2 separate regions of the Oryctolagus cuniculus genome follow, and region 2 is linked to region 1. A link is a contact called in public Micro-C data. All regions are on one chromosome and are shown on one strand. Each heading gives the region's core, a stretch centred on a gene start, on an enhancer-like site or on the middle of the called end of the contact. The rest is flanking DNA. Distances are from core to core; before and after follow the strand shown. Region 1 holds the start of HPDL (4-hydroxyphenylpyruvate dioxygenase like). Region 2 holds the start of HECTD3 (HECT domain E3 ubiquitin protein ligase 3).

Evidence for each region. Hi-C and Micro-C count contacts between places; a contact is called where the count stands out from the background.
Region 2: a contact with region 1 is called in a Micro-C map of ear pinna, with 4 times the contacts expected there. The contact joins the promoter of HECTD3 here to the promoter of HPDL in region 1. A contact is called at or near these places in 6 of 6 Hi-C or Micro-C datasets (ear pinna, embryonic fibroblasts, liver and 3 more).

What each region holds. Positions count from the first base shown.
Region 1 is chr7:127,567,260-127,574,542 of mOryCun1.1, forward strand. It overlaps HPDL (4-hydroxyphenylpyruvate dioxygenase like), which reads right to left and starts at 5,476. Exons shown (of 1, transcript XM_008265349.4): 1 at 3,584-5,476. The coding sequence starts at 5,212. The coding sequence ends at 4,097. It overlaps MUTYH (mutY DNA glycosylase), which reads left to right. Exons shown (of 16, transcript XM_051857857.2): 6 at 50-91; 7 at 175-246; 8 at 323-436; 9 at 522-619; 10 at 702-846; 11 at 927-990; 12 at 1,173-1,364; 13 at 1,469-1,605; 14 at 1,690-1,839; 15 at 2,058-2,099; 16 at 2,818-3,014. The coding sequence ends at 2,949.
Region 2 is chr7:127,868,965-127,876,689 of mOryCun1.1, forward strand. It overlaps HECTD3 (HECT domain E3 ubiquitin protein ligase 3), which reads left to right and starts at 5,349. Exons shown (of 21, transcript XM_002715142.5): 1 at 5,349-5,815; 2 at 5,996-6,156; 3 at 6,384-6,476; 4 at 6,556-6,691; 5 at 6,972-7,087; 6 at 7,171-7,284; 7 at 7,431-7,513. The coding sequence starts at 5,447. It overlaps UROD (uroporphyrinogen decarboxylase), which reads right to left and starts at 5,230. Exons shown (of 10, transcript XM_002715141.5): 1 at 4,345-5,230; 2 at 3,609-3,721; 3 at 3,419-3,498; 4 at 3,280-3,342; 5 at 2,844-3,041; 6 at 2,572-2,733; 7 at 2,089-2,226; 8 at 1,863-1,963; 9 at 1,701-1,767; 10 at 1,143-1,377. The coding sequence starts at 4,364. The coding sequence ends at 1,216. ZSWIM5 (zinc finger SWIM-type containing 5) reads left to right here. Exons shown (of 14, transcript XM_008265350.4): 14 at 1-425.

The sequences.
Region 1 (7,283 bases), core at 4,226-6,725:
CCGTTCTCATCCGTGACCTCATCTCTTTTTGCCTGCCTTGGGGCTGTAGAAGTGGCCAACACTGCAGGACCTGGCCAGTGCTTCCCTGGAGGTGAGAGCCACACTAGGGTAGGGGAAAGGGAAACAGCTGAGGGATTGACCAGTGATCTTGTGGACCTGTGGCCCCACCCACAGGAGGTGAACCAGCTCTGGGCTGGCCTGGGCTACTATTCTCGAGGCAGGAGGCTGCAGGAGGGAGCTCGGAAGGTGAGGAAATCGTGGGGAGTTGGGAGTCCAGGGACCTTGAGTCTGTAGTAACCTTGAGCTTTCCTACCCCTATCAGGTGGTAGAGGAACTTGGGGGCCATGTGCCACGAACCGCAGAGACCCTGCAGCGGCTCCTGCCTGGTGTGGGGCGCTACACAGCTGGGGCCATAGCTTCCATCGCCTTTGGCCAGGTGAGCCCATAGCCCACCCCTACTTTGTGCATGCTCACCCTCTTTCTTCCCAGTCCAGGCTGACTCCTAGGCTCCTCTGTGCTAGGCAACCGGCGTGGTAGATGGGAATGTGGTGCGGGTGCTGTGCCGTGTTCGAGCCATTGGTGCTGATCCCAGCAGCGCTCCTGTCTTCCAGCAGCTCTGGTAGGATATCGGAGTGGCAGGGGAGCTTGGGAGGGATATCTCCAAAAAGCGTTTGGCTCAGAGTGACATTCCCTTCTTGTAGGAGCTTCGCCCAGCAGTTGGTGGACCCAGTACGGCCAGGGGACTTCAACCAAGCAGCCATGGAGCTGGGGGCCACAGTGTGCACCCCGCAGCGCCCACTCTGCAAACGATGCCCTGTGCAGCGCTTGTGCCGGGCCCGCCAGAGGGTTAGCCTCCTGAGTAAGGGGAAGTTAGGGGTCCTTGGGAATGACCCTTGTCCCATGACCCCGTACCATTTGCCTTTTAGGTGGAGCAAGAACAGCTGTCTGCTTCACGGAGCCTGCCAGGCAATCCTGATGTAGAGGAGTGTGGTGAGTGCCAGCCCCAGCCCCAGCCCCAGCTTTTCCCAGTGCTCAGGCAGCTGCCTGTGGGGGTCTCATTCCGGTGCTTCCTAAAGGCTGAGTGAGATTCCGCAGAGCAGGCCAAAGCCTGCCCTCTGAGCCTGGCACTTAAGCCCGCCTAACCTGAGTGGGGCTCGGGGCTTTATTTCCAGCTCTTGGTACTGGACAGTGCCAGCTGTGCCCACCTCCTTCAGAACCCTGGGACCAGACCCTGGGAGTGGCCAACTTTCCCCGAAAGGCCAGCCGCAGGCCCCCCAGGGAGGAGTGCTCTGCCACCTGTGTCCTGGAGCAGCCCAAGGCCCTTGGAGGTGCCCGCATTCTGCTGGTCCAGAGGCCCAGCTCAGGTACCTGGATCATGGATGTGGAGGGCTGTGGCATGAGCACCAAGGGAGGAATGGAGGCGGCAGCAGCTAAAACCTAACCCGCACCGGGCTGCCCTCCCTCTCAGGTCTGCTGGCAGGGCTGTGGGAGTTCCCGTCCGTGACCTTGGAGTCCCCAGTGCAGCATCAGCACAAGGCACTGCTTCAGGAACTGCAGAGTTGGGCTGGGCCCCTCCCTGCTGCTCAGCTCCGGCACCTCGGGGAGGTGAGTGGGCAGGGCGGGGCCGGGGATGATGGCTCTCCTAGCCGCATCCACAGGCCTGTTGCAGCCCTTTGGCACTCCACACAGGTGGTCCACACATTCTCTCACATCAAGGTGACGTATCAAGTGTATGGTCTGGCCCTGGAAGGCCAGACCTTGGCAAGCACACCACCTGGCGCTCGCTGGCTGACCCGGGAGGAATTTCACACTGCGGCAGTCTCCACGGCCATGAAAAAGGCACTACTTTTATTGTCTTTGTTGTACTTTTTTTTTTTTTTTTTTTTTTTGGCTACCCACATGTTATACAAGAAACTGTTACTGTGGAAACAGAAAAAAAAAAAAAAAAAGGAATGTTTTAAATGAAAGTGCGGGGGCATGAAGTGGAGGGCAGAACACGGGTCTGGCTCTTTCAGAGACGTTGCCAGCCCTTCCTCTCCCGCCCTCTTCTTGGCTAGGTTTTCCGTGTGTATGAGGGCCAAAAGCCAGGGACCTGCAAGGTAAGTCTCTTGGCCTCCACCCAGCTGTCTCTTCCCAGGCCCACATCCATGGGCACTTAGCCGGTCAGCTGACACGTTTGGGTGAATCTTCTCCGCTCCAGGTTTCACTAGATGGGGAGGAAAAGTTCCTGATCTGGGGACTTGACAATGTCAGGTGCAGGGTCTGGGGACAAAAGCACCTTGATGAGGACAGTCCAGTTCACAGTGTGTGGAATGTTCGTGCTAGGTTTTATGGGAAATGAGATGGGGAGCCATTCATTCTGTCTGGGAGCCCAGGATCTCGAAAGGTTGCTTGGGAGTGGGTGGTAACCTGGGTCCTTAAAATGAGTGGTTTCCTCAGGTTTGGGAGGGGTCTCTGCAGTAAGGATGCTCTTTCCAGATCCCAAAGTAAGGTGAGGACAGGTGGGGCACAGTGCAATCTGCAGTGCTCAGAGAGCAGTGGGTGTTGGCTTAGCTGCAGAGGTCAGTCGGGTGTGGACAGCAGGCCACTGCGGCATTTTAGGTGGGAGAGACACGGGCTCAGGGTTGCGTCTTTGAAAGGTTTTCATGAGTTACCTTTTGGAAAGTTGGCTGAAGGGGCAGATAGTGGAGGCAGCCCGAAAGCCCTCCAGGATTTCCGGCTAGAAGATGAGCTGGATCTATAGAGTGGGAGGAGGGGAGGAAGGAGAGGATTCTGCTGCCCTTACCTCAGTGCCTCCCTCATCTGGATTCCGTACAGGGTTCCAAAAGGTCCCCCATGTCCGTTCCACTTGGTCGGAAAAGGCCCAGCAAGGGCCAGCAGGTCCTGGATAGTTTCCTTAGGCCCTGCATCCCCGTGGATGTGCCCAGCCTCAGCAGTGCCACCCACTGATGCCTCTGGAAGACCCTCACCCACAATCCTGTTGTTTATTAAATAAAGTGCTAGTTTTTTAGAAATGTTTGAGAGCTTTGCACCCTCTCCCTAATTCTCTCCCTCACCTCTGAGGGACCAGAAAATGGTGATGTCCTGGTTCTGACTTCCACTGGCCATGCTCCCAGCCAGCCCTTGCAGATGGAGGAGGAGTTTTCTGTCCAAAGTGGTCTGTCCTCCTGTAGCCCTCAGCAGAGAGGGTGAACACCTGCCAGCGGCTGACACCCAACACCCTCAGCCTGGGTCTCAGGTCGGCTTTGATTGGAGCAGTGGCATCACCCTAGAGCAGGTGCTTGGGTTTAACCCTGATCCAGGCCCTTCCCACCCCAGTGGTTGCTCCCTAGGGAGAGGGGGAACACAGGGGAGGGTTTGTTCTGTCCTACATTCCTCCCTCAAATACTGAATTCTTTATTTATGGATGTAGTACATATACAGTGATACAAAAAAGCAAAGGGTTAATAACCACAACGTAATAATCACAACATGTGAGAGGGAAGTGGGATCAGAGAGATATAGGCTGCTTCAAAAGTATGTGCTATTTCCTAATCATACTTCTTTATATCTTGCATATGTATTAGACTGTGTAAGAAAAGTCTTTTTTTTTTTTTTTTTTAAAGATTATTTATTTGAGAGGCAGAGCTACAGAGAGGGAGAGATATAGGTCTTCCATCCACTAGTTGACTCCCAACGGCTGCAACAGCTGGAGCTGGGCAAATCTGAAACCAGGTGCCCGGAGCTTCTAGGTCTCCCATGTAGGTACAGGGGGCCCAAGGCTTGGGCCATCGTCTACTGCTTTCCCAGGCAATTAGGGAGCTGGATCGGAAGTGGAGCAGCCGAGACTCGAACTGGTGTCCATATGGGATGCTGGCACTGCGGGTGGAGGGTTAACCAACTGTGCCACAGCACCAGCCCCAAGAAAAGTCTTATATTTAAAAAAAAAAAATTGCACCTCTTTGGAGCCCAGTCTGAGTCTCAGCTTCTGGCACATCCTGACGAGATGGAAGCCACACCTGGCCCCCACGGGCAGTGTTTTTCACTCTCCTGGCCTTGTGTGTGCGCGGGTGTATTCCTGAGTTCCAGGGCAGGTGGCTGCACCCAGCTCTGGCCCTCAGTCTTCCAGGCCCCTAGCAGCTTGTTCCTGCACTGACTGCCACAGGGCCCTGATGTTGCCCTGGCCAAAGCCTGTGGCCCCCTGCCTCTGAATCAGCTCCAGGAAGAAGGTGTCTTCAGCAAAGAGAGACTTGGTGAAGACCTGAAGTAGAAACTTGCCTGCATGGCCATCTAGCAGGATTCCTTGTTGGGCCAGAAGGCTAGGCTTGTGCCCTGAGGCTAAGATCTGTTCCTCTTTGCCTGGCTGCTGGTAGTAGGCCTTAGGAGGAGTCAGGAGCTGGCCCTTGGCCCGTGCCACCTGCTCAGTGGCCTCCATGATGTTTGGTGTGTAGAGCCCTACATGTTGCAGCCCAGGCCCCCTATGGCGGGCCAGGAACTGCTCCACCTGGTCCCGCTTGTTTGTGGCCCCCGGCAGGGACTCAGCCAGCACAAGGGTAGGGACGGCGCTGCCCACTGGGGACTGCAGGGCGGTGAGCCGCAGTCCCCCACACCCGGACTCTGCTGCCACCTCGAGGCCCAGCTCTGGATCCTCACCTGGGCTCAGTGGCAAGTGGCGAAAACCCAAGCAGTCCTCGAACCAGCGCGAAAGTGTGGGGGAACTGCCACGGTTGCAGGCCAAGGTCAAGTGGTCCACGTGGCTGACCCAGCCGGGGCCCGGCGCAGAGGTCAGCGGCCGGAAGCCGGGCAGGAAGGGTCCGCGATAGCCGGCACGCTCCAGCAAGGTCAGGCTGAGATTGCCGGCAGGTGAGCTGACCACGGCGTAGGTGGCGGTTCCCTGCGCATCTTGCACGCTCACAGCGGGCACTGGCAAGCTGCAGCCCCTAGCGGCCAGCGCCCGGGAGGCGGCGCCGGCATCCTCCACGTCGAAGCACAGGTTCGTGGCGCTGGGCACAGCGTGATTCGGGTTCAGCCCGTACAGGGGTTCCCCCGGCCCCGCGCCCTGGTTAACCAAAAAGACGGCATCACCGCTGCGCAGAGCCAGCTGCCGCCAGCCGTTTGCCTCCCGCACCGCAAGGGGCTGGAAGCCGAAGAGGCGCTGCAGGTCGCGGGCGAGGGGCTGTCCGGCGGGCACGTGGAAGGCAATGTGGCACAGTCTGCGGGCGGGCGCCGCCATGGCGGGCTGGGAGGCGACTGGTCCTTTCCTTCTGGAGCGGCTCGCTTGTCGCTTGGCACTTTGGGATTCTCAGTCCCAGGCTAGTCGTCGGAAGCCGGTCGTAAACCGGGGCAGGCCAGTTCTGTCTCCCGGGAGCGTTCCTTGCTCTTTTCCAGGTTGAAGTCTTTCGGGGCTTTTCTCCCTGCAGCAGCACCCCGGCGTGGAGCCGCCTGGGGACACCGCAGATCCCGGACCTGTGAGAACCACGCGGAGCCAGCACTGAGGCGGAGTAGGGGGAGGGGGCGGGGCCTGTGACTCCGCCTTTACCCCCAGACCCGCAGCCGCGGGTAGCACAAGGACGCCGCGCCGCTCCTCCCCAGGGTCACACCCTTAGGGAGATCACAATTGCTGCCTTCACTCGGCTCTCCCTCATCCCCCAGCTCAGCAGACTCAGCCCGGGGTGAGAGGAGCCTGAATTCTCCCTCAAGCACAGACTTTCTTAGCAGTTTCATGTTTTTCTTTACAATTCAGGAATTTGCTTTATTTTTTCTCTTTTTTTTTGAGGATTTTATTTATTTAAAAGGCAGAGTTATGGGGAGTGGGGAATAGAGAGAGTTAGCTTTGCCATCCACCGGTTCACTCCCCAAATGGTTGCAAAGGTCCGAGCTGGGCCAGGTGGAAGCCAGAGCCAGGAGCTTCTTCCTGGTCTCCCACATGAGTGCAGGGGCCCAAGCTCTTGGGCCATCTTCCGCTGTTTTCCGTGATGCATTGACAGAGAGCTGGATGGGAGCAGGATGTTGGTGTTGCAGGTGGCAGCTTAACCTGCTACACCACAATGCCCGGCCCCTAGTGCTCCTTTAATATTAAAACATCAACAACATTAGGGGGCAGGCATGATGGCATAGAAGGTAAAGCACCATCCGTGACGCTGGCAAACCACACGGGTGCTGGTTTGTGTCCCCACTGCTCCGCTTCCGATCCAGCTCCCTGCTAATGGCCTAGGAAAGTATCTGGGGCCCTGCTACCTAGGTGGGACACCGAGATGAAGCGCCTGGTCCAGCCTGGTCCAGCTCTGTTGCAGCCATCTGGGAAGCGAACCAGCAGACGGACGATCTCTGTTTCTCCCCCCTCTCTCCATTACTCTTTTGAATACATACATCTTTTTAAAAATATATGCTAAAATATTTCAAGTTACATATTTTGGCTCCCTCTCTGAAATGGTCCAAAGAAGTGGTATTATGGGAAGATGGGCCATTGAGTTGCTTCTACATATCTCTCCTTCCATTTGTGCCATCTCTCAGCCGCATCTGTCTTGTCAATCTCACATCTCAACACTTTTAACTCCCTTGTCCCAAGCAAAATTTGGAGAAAATCCTGGTAGTTCAGGCCCTGAAAGAACGGCTGCACTGGTGTTCTTCACCCTCCCCACCCTGTTAGGACTAGAACTCAGGAGTCCTTACACTTTGAAGTTTCCTAGCTGGGCACTGAGCCAGAGATTTCTGGGCACCCTGCTACTCTTGGAACCTGGGACTGCATGAGATCACTGGATTGAGTGAATTAGTTTTCTGACTTCAGCTGGGTGGCCTTTCAGGGGTTAGCCAAGGGCATCCAAGATGGGCAAACTGCATAAGCAAAGCTCTGTGAGAATGTGAGCCCCACTCCCAGAGGAGCAATGAAACATGCTGCTGGGGAGACCGCTGGGATGGGAGCCAGACAGCCTGATCAGCTTCACAGGCAGGAGGGAGAAGGATGTCATGGGCTAGGGCTTAGACAGAGGCCTGGGGACCGGCACTGTGGCATAGCAGGTAAAGCCGCCGCCTGCAATGCCGGCATCCCATATGGGCACCAGTTTGAGTCCCAGCTGCTCCACTTCCTATCCAGCTCTCTGCTATGGCCTGGGAAAGCAGTAGAAGATGGCCCAAGTCTTTGGGCCCCTGCACCCATGTGGGAGACCTGGAAGAAGCTCCTGGCTTCAGATTGGTGCAGCTCTGGCTGTTGCAGCCATTTGGAGAGTGAATCTAGAAGACCTCTCTCTCTCTGCCTCTGCCTGCCTGTAACTCTGCCTTTCAAATAAATAAATCTTTAAAAGAAA
Region 2 (7,725 bases), core at 4,099-6,598, 300 kb after region 1:
CTGACCCCTGTGCTAAGCCTGGAGTTGTTTTAGGAGGTAGTTAAGATATTTGAATGAGTCAATTGGAGACCAGTGTCTTGGTGTTTCCTGTTTCCTGTCTTAGTTCCTGAGTTGGGATGGGGCTTGATAGAGAAGGGGTGGTATAGCTAGAGTGTGAACTAAGGACCTGTCTGCTTTTTCCTTTGTTTGGTAAACTCTTTATGTCACCTTTTTTATTGCAAACTGACCAGTAAGTTGTATTTGCTGTTTGTGGCTACTGGAGTCTTACTGTCCAGCCAAGGGCCCCTACAACACCTCAGCCCAATGGGTTGGTCAAAAAGACAAGCCACTCCCATTTCTGTATCACAATTGCCCCTTTTTTAGCAAGTGTGTGAACTCACAGTGCTTTTCTATGAATAAATCATGGGTCACGTTTTCTAAAAGCAGATATTGTGTTCTCTCAATGAATTAGGCCTTCTCTCCCTTCTGCATTGCTCCAGCGTGGGTGGGGCGTTGACTCTGCCTACAAGGAGATGTAGACAGACAACTGAAGCCACATGAGACCCCTCTCTAGCGCTCGCTGTTACCTCAGAGCCTTGTCTTAGGAAGTAGGTGCTATCGCGATGGCAGAAACCCCACGATCTGAAATAAACAGAAGATAATGTTCCTAAGATAACGCAGTGCCACCCTGAGCTGCCAGAGGGCTTCTTGGCTTCAGTGGCCATCTTACCCTGGTGACACACTAGTCTAAGGCTCCAGCCCTAAGCAGTCTCGCTGAGTCTATGTCCTTCCCATCTTTTGATCTCTCCCTCTCACTTAGAGCCCATCTTGGTTCCCAGGCCTCTCTGAAGTGTTGTGAACACCTCTGTACCCCTCTTGGGTCTGCTCTCCTCTTCCGCAGATGTAAAATTCTATCAAATTCACCTTTGTATGGTGTGGGAGCCGCCCCACCTCTTTCCTTGCCAAATGTACAGCCCCAACCAGGAGGAAGCTCTACCCCACCCCCTGTAGCTCTGGGGCTTGGATATATGAGAGCCAGGTGGTGGTGAGAACCCTGACGTTAAGTGCTAATATCTGAGCCCGAAGACTTACGGGAAGGATGCAGAGGAAAGCTCAAGGAAGGAGCACACGCTAAGAAGGAACTAAGGATCGGGGCACGAGTGTTTCATAAAACCCAACTCTGGAACTTTTATTCTCTGGAAACATCAAGTGGTACTTGAGGAGAAAGGTGTACACTCAATTCTGTCGAAGTAGACGTGAGTGTCTGTGCACGGCATCCACAAAGGCCCCCACATGTTCTGGGTCCATGTCAGGATAAAGCCCATGGCCAAGGTTGGCAATGTAACGTTGTGGCCCAAAGCCATCCAGCATCTGCTGTACCAGCTGCCCGATCTCCTCCTGGGGGGCCAACAGGGCACTGTTAACCGAGTAGGCCGGCAAGCCTCTCTGCGCTGTACGTAACAGGGACACACACACACTGAGCTGCTGTCACTCGTTATTCACCCATTCAACAAAGCGTACTGGAGGCTAGCATGAGCCAGGCATTAAGAAAACACAAATCAAAATAATAAAAACGTCTGCCTTCCTAAGACTTAGATTATAGAGAGTAGAGGTGGGAACAGACAGACATAGTAAAAATGCACACACAATACCCACAACCATATCTATAGCCATAGGAGTACACAGACAAGCTCACAGACACTTAAAACAATGGTTGTTACCTTGGGTGCATATAGGGCACAGGGGTCCAGGTTGCCCTGCAAGGTCACTGTCTTCCCCACACGCTCCCTAGAAGCAGAGCCAGTGCCACACTGTAATAACTGCCCTATGGCAGCTGCTCCCCCTGCTCTACCTCCACCCCAACGATGTACTCCATCACTCACCGGGCTTTCTTGGGGTCCACTGTCCAGTCAAGCCCAACTACCTCGTACCCAGCCTGTGCCAGCTCCTCCAGTGCAAAATGTCCATCCTTAGCAAAGATGATCTGGAGGAAAAAGAGATCTGAGGACACACAGGGCTCTGCTACACCCACTGACCTTTCTTGGCTGTACTTCTGCTGCCCTCCAGTGGTCAGCAGGCCCAGCTTGCCTCAACCCACCCAGTCCTTACCATGGGCACTGGTGCCAGGCCTGCCTCCTGCAGTCTGGCCTTCACTCGTTTAGCCACATCACGGATGTAAGGCAGTGCAAATTTGTTGAAGAGCTGTGGGCCTAGGTGCCCTGCATGGGACTCAAAAAGCTGCAATGCCTACAGTTAGGAGGTATAGAACACACAAACAGAAAGCATCTTAGGTTTCACATATAGAATGGCCTCAGTTTTCTCCCAAGTGACTTTTATCCCAGATGCTGCCTGAGTCTATAAAGCCCAGTTCCAGTCAAAAAGTGTTGCCTCCTCCAGATCCCAGCACTGGTTTGGTCTGAACACAAGAAGCATCCACACCCTCCTGCCACTGTCAAGGTGGGATCCACCAGATCACTGGAGGCAGCCATCTTCATGCCTGGCACGAAGATGTGTCCTCTTAGCTTTAGGAGACTGTTGCTTCGGGTCCCGTTGACTGAACCCCAGCCTATCTGTCTCTCTCTCAGGACTCACCTGGGCACCAGCAGCCACTTGTCCTACCAGATAGGGTACCAGAGCATCCGTGAGGATTTGAAGCAGCTGGTGACTGGCCTGAGGTCTTTGGTAGAGCCAGCGTTTGGCCTGAGACATGGTGCTTGAGCCACCACCCTCAATCATGTATGTCATCAGAGTCCACTGCAGAAGGGTACAAAGAGGATGTCACAGGTGCAAGACACGTCCTTCCCGTGCCTGCACCAGAACTGTCAGTGACCTCCCCCTCCGCAGTCCCTGCCTGTCTCACCCACCGGGGCACCAGCAAAGCCAATCAGTGGCACACGTCCAGCCAGCCGCTGTCGGGTAAGGGTGATGGCCTGGAACACGTAGCCCAGCTCAGAGGCCACTGTTGCTGGATCCCGTAGGCGTTCTAGGTCTTGTTCTTCTCTGATTGGCTCTGGGAAACTGGGTCCTTTGCCAGGTACCATGGTCACCTCCATGCCCAGTGCCTGGAGGGGAAAGAATATCTGGGTCCTCAACCTGGAACTCCAGGAGGTTCTGCTCAGCCCATACCAGGAGGAAAGGAAAACGAGAATATGATTCAGCCAGACTCCATCTGTTAGCCTTAGCTTACCCTCTGTCCACTTCATAGGGTGACTGTTTATCTTGAACCTTCACTGAACGGATAGGACTTCCAGAGTCCTTTCCCTGTTTTTACCCATTCCAGGATCAGTTTTGAGTCGGTACCTGGGGTACAACAAGGATGTCGGAGAAGATAATGGCGGCATCCAGAGGGAAGCGACGCAGTGGCTGCAGGGAATTGGAAACAAGTTGCTAGGTGACAAGCTGAGGGCATAAGTCCCTCCCTCTTTTCTGGACCCCTCACCTGCAGAGTCAGTTCACAGCAGGCCTCAGGAGAGCGACAGGTGCTGAAAAAGTCCTGGGCAGCCCGCGTTTCCCTAAACTCTGCAGACAGGAGAAGGAAGACAGGGCTCAGTACTGAGGCCCGCTAGAGCCTTGCCCTACTCAAAACTCGCCCTCCAGTTTTACACAGATGCCCGAGTCCTGGCTCTGACCTGGTAGGTAGCGGCCTGCCTGCCGCATGCACCAAACCGGAGTGTAGTCTGTTTCCTCTCCCCAGGCTGCACGGAGGAACGTGTCATTCTTCAGCTCCGGAAACCCCTTGGGTCTGGCGGTCAGGTGGAGGTGGGGATAGTGTCAGTATGCTGGGCTGGGGGTTGGGGAAGGCGCTGGCTTTTAAGGCGGATTCAGTCTGGCACCGCTATCTGCCGCCTCCAGGCCAGTCCCCAAGCCATGGCTCCCCGCCCTCTGTGCCTATCGGGCGCTGCACAAGACGGTAGCAAGGGTCCCCACTGGGGCCTCTCTCCTACACGTAGTCCTCGTTCCCAACCTCAAAGCAACCGAAGGGAATTGGGAAGAAAAGATGAAAGCCCAGCAGGAATAGTTTGAGGGAGGCGGACCTTCGGACAAGAAAATGTAGGAACCGGGGTGGCAGAGGGCTGGTGCCAGGGCCAGGAGCCTCCGACTGGCGGACGAAGAAGGCCCAGAGTTGACGATCCCAGAATAGGGGTTCTAGTTGGAAGTCCTAGGATAGCCCCTGGAATAAAAGTCTGGGGGACACAGTCCGGCAAGGAGATCCCAGGAATGAAGGTCCCTGCGTGGTTGCAGGATTCAGACTACTGGCGTTCTGGTTTGCTAGGTTCCCAGGGAACGGGGAATATATCGGTTCCTGAGTTGGAAGACTCAGATCAGAAGCCCCGCTAGCCGCACAGCCTACTTCAGAGAACTCACCCTAACCCGTTCGTCTCCATGGTATGTCGCAACTGCGAGCGCGTTCGCCGCTTGAACCTTGAATAAGAGCAGACAGGCAGTCCAGGCTCCGCCCCTTCCTGAAGCGTCCCGAGGGCGTCGCCATTTTGGACGCCACGTGATCGGACTTCAGTGACAGTTCTGGGGCTGCCCCGGCTGCCGCCTGTAGGACCCTAACCATTTTCCACCGTAAAGTCCGCTGTAGCGACGAAACACCAAACGTCCAAAGGCACGAGCTCCGCTAAAACTAGTTCTTACTGCTGGTGTCAGAAATGTGTTCATATCTGAGTCAGGAAATCCTGCCAGTTTGACCCAGGCCTCACTGTCATTTCCACTGCCCACGAGTCTAGAATCTTATCCAGCCAGGAATGTAGCAGACGGTGCAAAAGAGGCTGTACACAGAGAACTGAACTCCTCTTCTGTATACTTCCGTTACCTACTCAGAATTGAGCACTGCGGTCGGTGCTAAGCGCGTCAGCCCCAGCTGGAGCCCCTTTAAGGAGTTACAGACTGATGAGAGACCAGACATCTGCAATCACATCAAAGTGGATACTGATGGGCAGTTTCTTGGGATGAGGCGTAACAACCAGAATTTTTCAAAAGCCTAAACGGGTCAGGACTCCTGTCAGTTGCCGGAGAAAGGGTCACCCCACTTTATTCAGCAGATTTGTACAGGTGCTTCTGGTTGTGATAGGACTCGCTGAGGACTGGAACGCGAAATCAGGAACTCTTGAGAACCAGAGAAATGTCTGCTAAGATGATCCAGTCTAGATGGTGACTTGCACGAGGACAGAGGCAGTGGAGAGCAAATGGTAGTAGCACTGGAGATGGCGAGAGAAAATTTCATCAGGTCGCAACTCTGATCTTGATTCTGGTTGGCTGGGGAGGGGACACAGGTAGGGAACATTCTGGGGTATGAGTACCCAGGACCCCGCGGAGGTGCGCTTAGTCTAGAAATTACGGCAAAAGCTGTCGGTAGGCGGGGCAGGGCGTGGTGGGAAGCGCAGCCTGAGGTCGCGGCTGCAGCTCGCCGACTGGCGCGTCCCTCGGCTCCCCTCTCCCGGCTCGCCTCCGTCGCTTCGCCATGGCGGGCCCTGGCCCGGGCGCGGCACTAGAGTCCCCGCGGCAGCTGCTGGGCCGCGTGCGCTTCCTGGCGGAGGCAGCACGGAGCCTCCGCGCCGGGAGGCCGCTGCCGGCAGCGCTGGCTTTCGTACCGCGGGAGGTACTCTACAAGCTTTACAAGGACCCGGCGGGACCGTCGCGCGTTCTCCTGCCGGTGTGGGAGGCGGAGGGCCTAGGGCTGCGTGTGGGAGCCGCGGGGCCGGCCTCCGGGACTGGCTCCGGGCCGCTCCGCACCGCCCGCGACAGCATCGAGCTCCGGCGCGGCGCCTGCGTGCGCACCACCGGCGAGGAGCTATGCAACGGCCACGGGCTCTGGGTGAAGCTGACAAAGGTGCGCTCGGGCCTGCTGGGACCCCGCAAGAGACCCGCGGGGCCAGGGAAGCCCCTGGCTGTTCCTTCCCCTCCCCCATATTAAACTGGCATTGCGTTCAGTGCACTTTGCCCCGGGCTGGGCAGGGCGGCCAGCGGAGCAGTTCCCTGATGGCTGTCCCCGTCTGGCGCACGCCGGCAGGAGCAGCTGGCGGAGCACCTGGGCGACTGTGGGCTGGACGAAGGCTGGCTGCTCGTGTGCCGCCCGGCAGAGGGCGGGGCCCGCCTCGTACCCATCGACACTCCGGACCACCTCCAGCGGCAGCAGCAGCTCTTCGGCGTGGACTACCGGCCGGTGCTCAGGTTCTGCACCTGAGGGGGCAGGGGAGCTGGGAACTCCTGGCACGTCCTGGAGCACGGGCTATTGGAGAAGAGATGGCCAGAGCAGGAAGGGGCGGGGTCTGCAGGGGGCTTGGGTGGGACTTCTGGAGGTGTGGAGATAGAGTTTTGGAAAAGGCTTCGGAATCCGGAGATGGTGTTCTGCCGCCTGCTGATGCCTCCCCATCCCACCCCCAATTCTGTGCCCGCAGGTGGGAACAGGTGGTGGACCTGACATACTCGCACCGCCTCGGATCGAGGCCTCAGCCGGCGGAGGCATACACGGAAGCTGTTCAGAGGCTACTGTGAGTGATCTGGGCAGGGGCGGGGAGGAACGAGCCCAGGTCTGGTCCCAATCTTAATTAGGGGCTTGGGATTGCTTAGCTATGTGCCTCCGACGTGGACCTACGAGTGCGACGAGGACCTGATCCACTTCTTGTATGACCACCTGGGCAAGGAGGATGAGAACCTGGGTAGCGTGAAGCAGTATGTGGAGAGCATAGACGTTTCCTCCTACACGGTGGGTGCTGGGACTCCTCCCACTCCAGGCAAGATGTAGTCACAGCTCAGGGCTAGATCCAGAACCCCCACTTCCTGGCCAGAGCTACACCAGAACGCCCACAGGCCACACTCCAGCCAGCTCCTCATCTTGGGAGTCCTATAGGAAACCCGCCCCACCCCAGCCCATACCAATTTCCCCTTGAGCCTAACTCCACTGTGCTTTCTGTCTTGTGCTCCCTGGCCCAAAGCACGTACCCAGTCAGGGTGCTCACTGACTCCACTTCTCTGTCCAAAACCAGGAGGAGTTCAACGTGTCCTGCCTGACAGATAGCAACGCAGATACCTACTGGGAGAGTGATGGCTCCCAGTGCCAGCACTGGGTACGGCTTACCATGAAGAAGGGCACCATTGTCAAGTATGTAGGCTCTGGGCAGGACTGGGGGGCAAGCCACACGCCTGTGGGTAAGCAGACGTCAGGTGCACACTCTGACCCCTCAGGAAGCTGCTCCTCACAGTGGATACCACAGATGACAACTTTATGCCCAAGCGGGTGGTGGTCTATGGGGGCGAAGGGGACAACCTGAAGAAGCTGAGTGACGTGAGCATTGACGAGTGAGCAGGCCTACCTGGGATGGGAGGTGGGGCATGGTCCTGCAGTGGGGCATGGCTGAGCTTAAAAGCCTGAGTTTGGGTGGGACCCCAGAAGTCCTTGAAGGCCTGAGGCAGCGGTCTGAAGTGCCTCACATCCATCTCCTCAGGACCTTGATCGGGGATGTCTGTGTCCTGGAGGACATGACCGTCCACCTCCCAATAATTGAGATCCGCATCGTGGAGTGCCGAGGTGGGGCTTCAGGCTATAAGGGAGCTCCAGTGTGTAGATGGGGTCGAGCTGGCAGTTTGGAGAGGAGGGGCTAGGCCTGGAGCTGGGTAATGGCTGGACTAACTCCAGAACTGGAAGCGCTGGGGCTTGAGCCAGGTGGGAGGTGCCAGCGATAAGCTTGCCTTAAAGCCATAGCGGTGGTTGGGCTCTCCTGGACGAGGAACTGAGGTAGG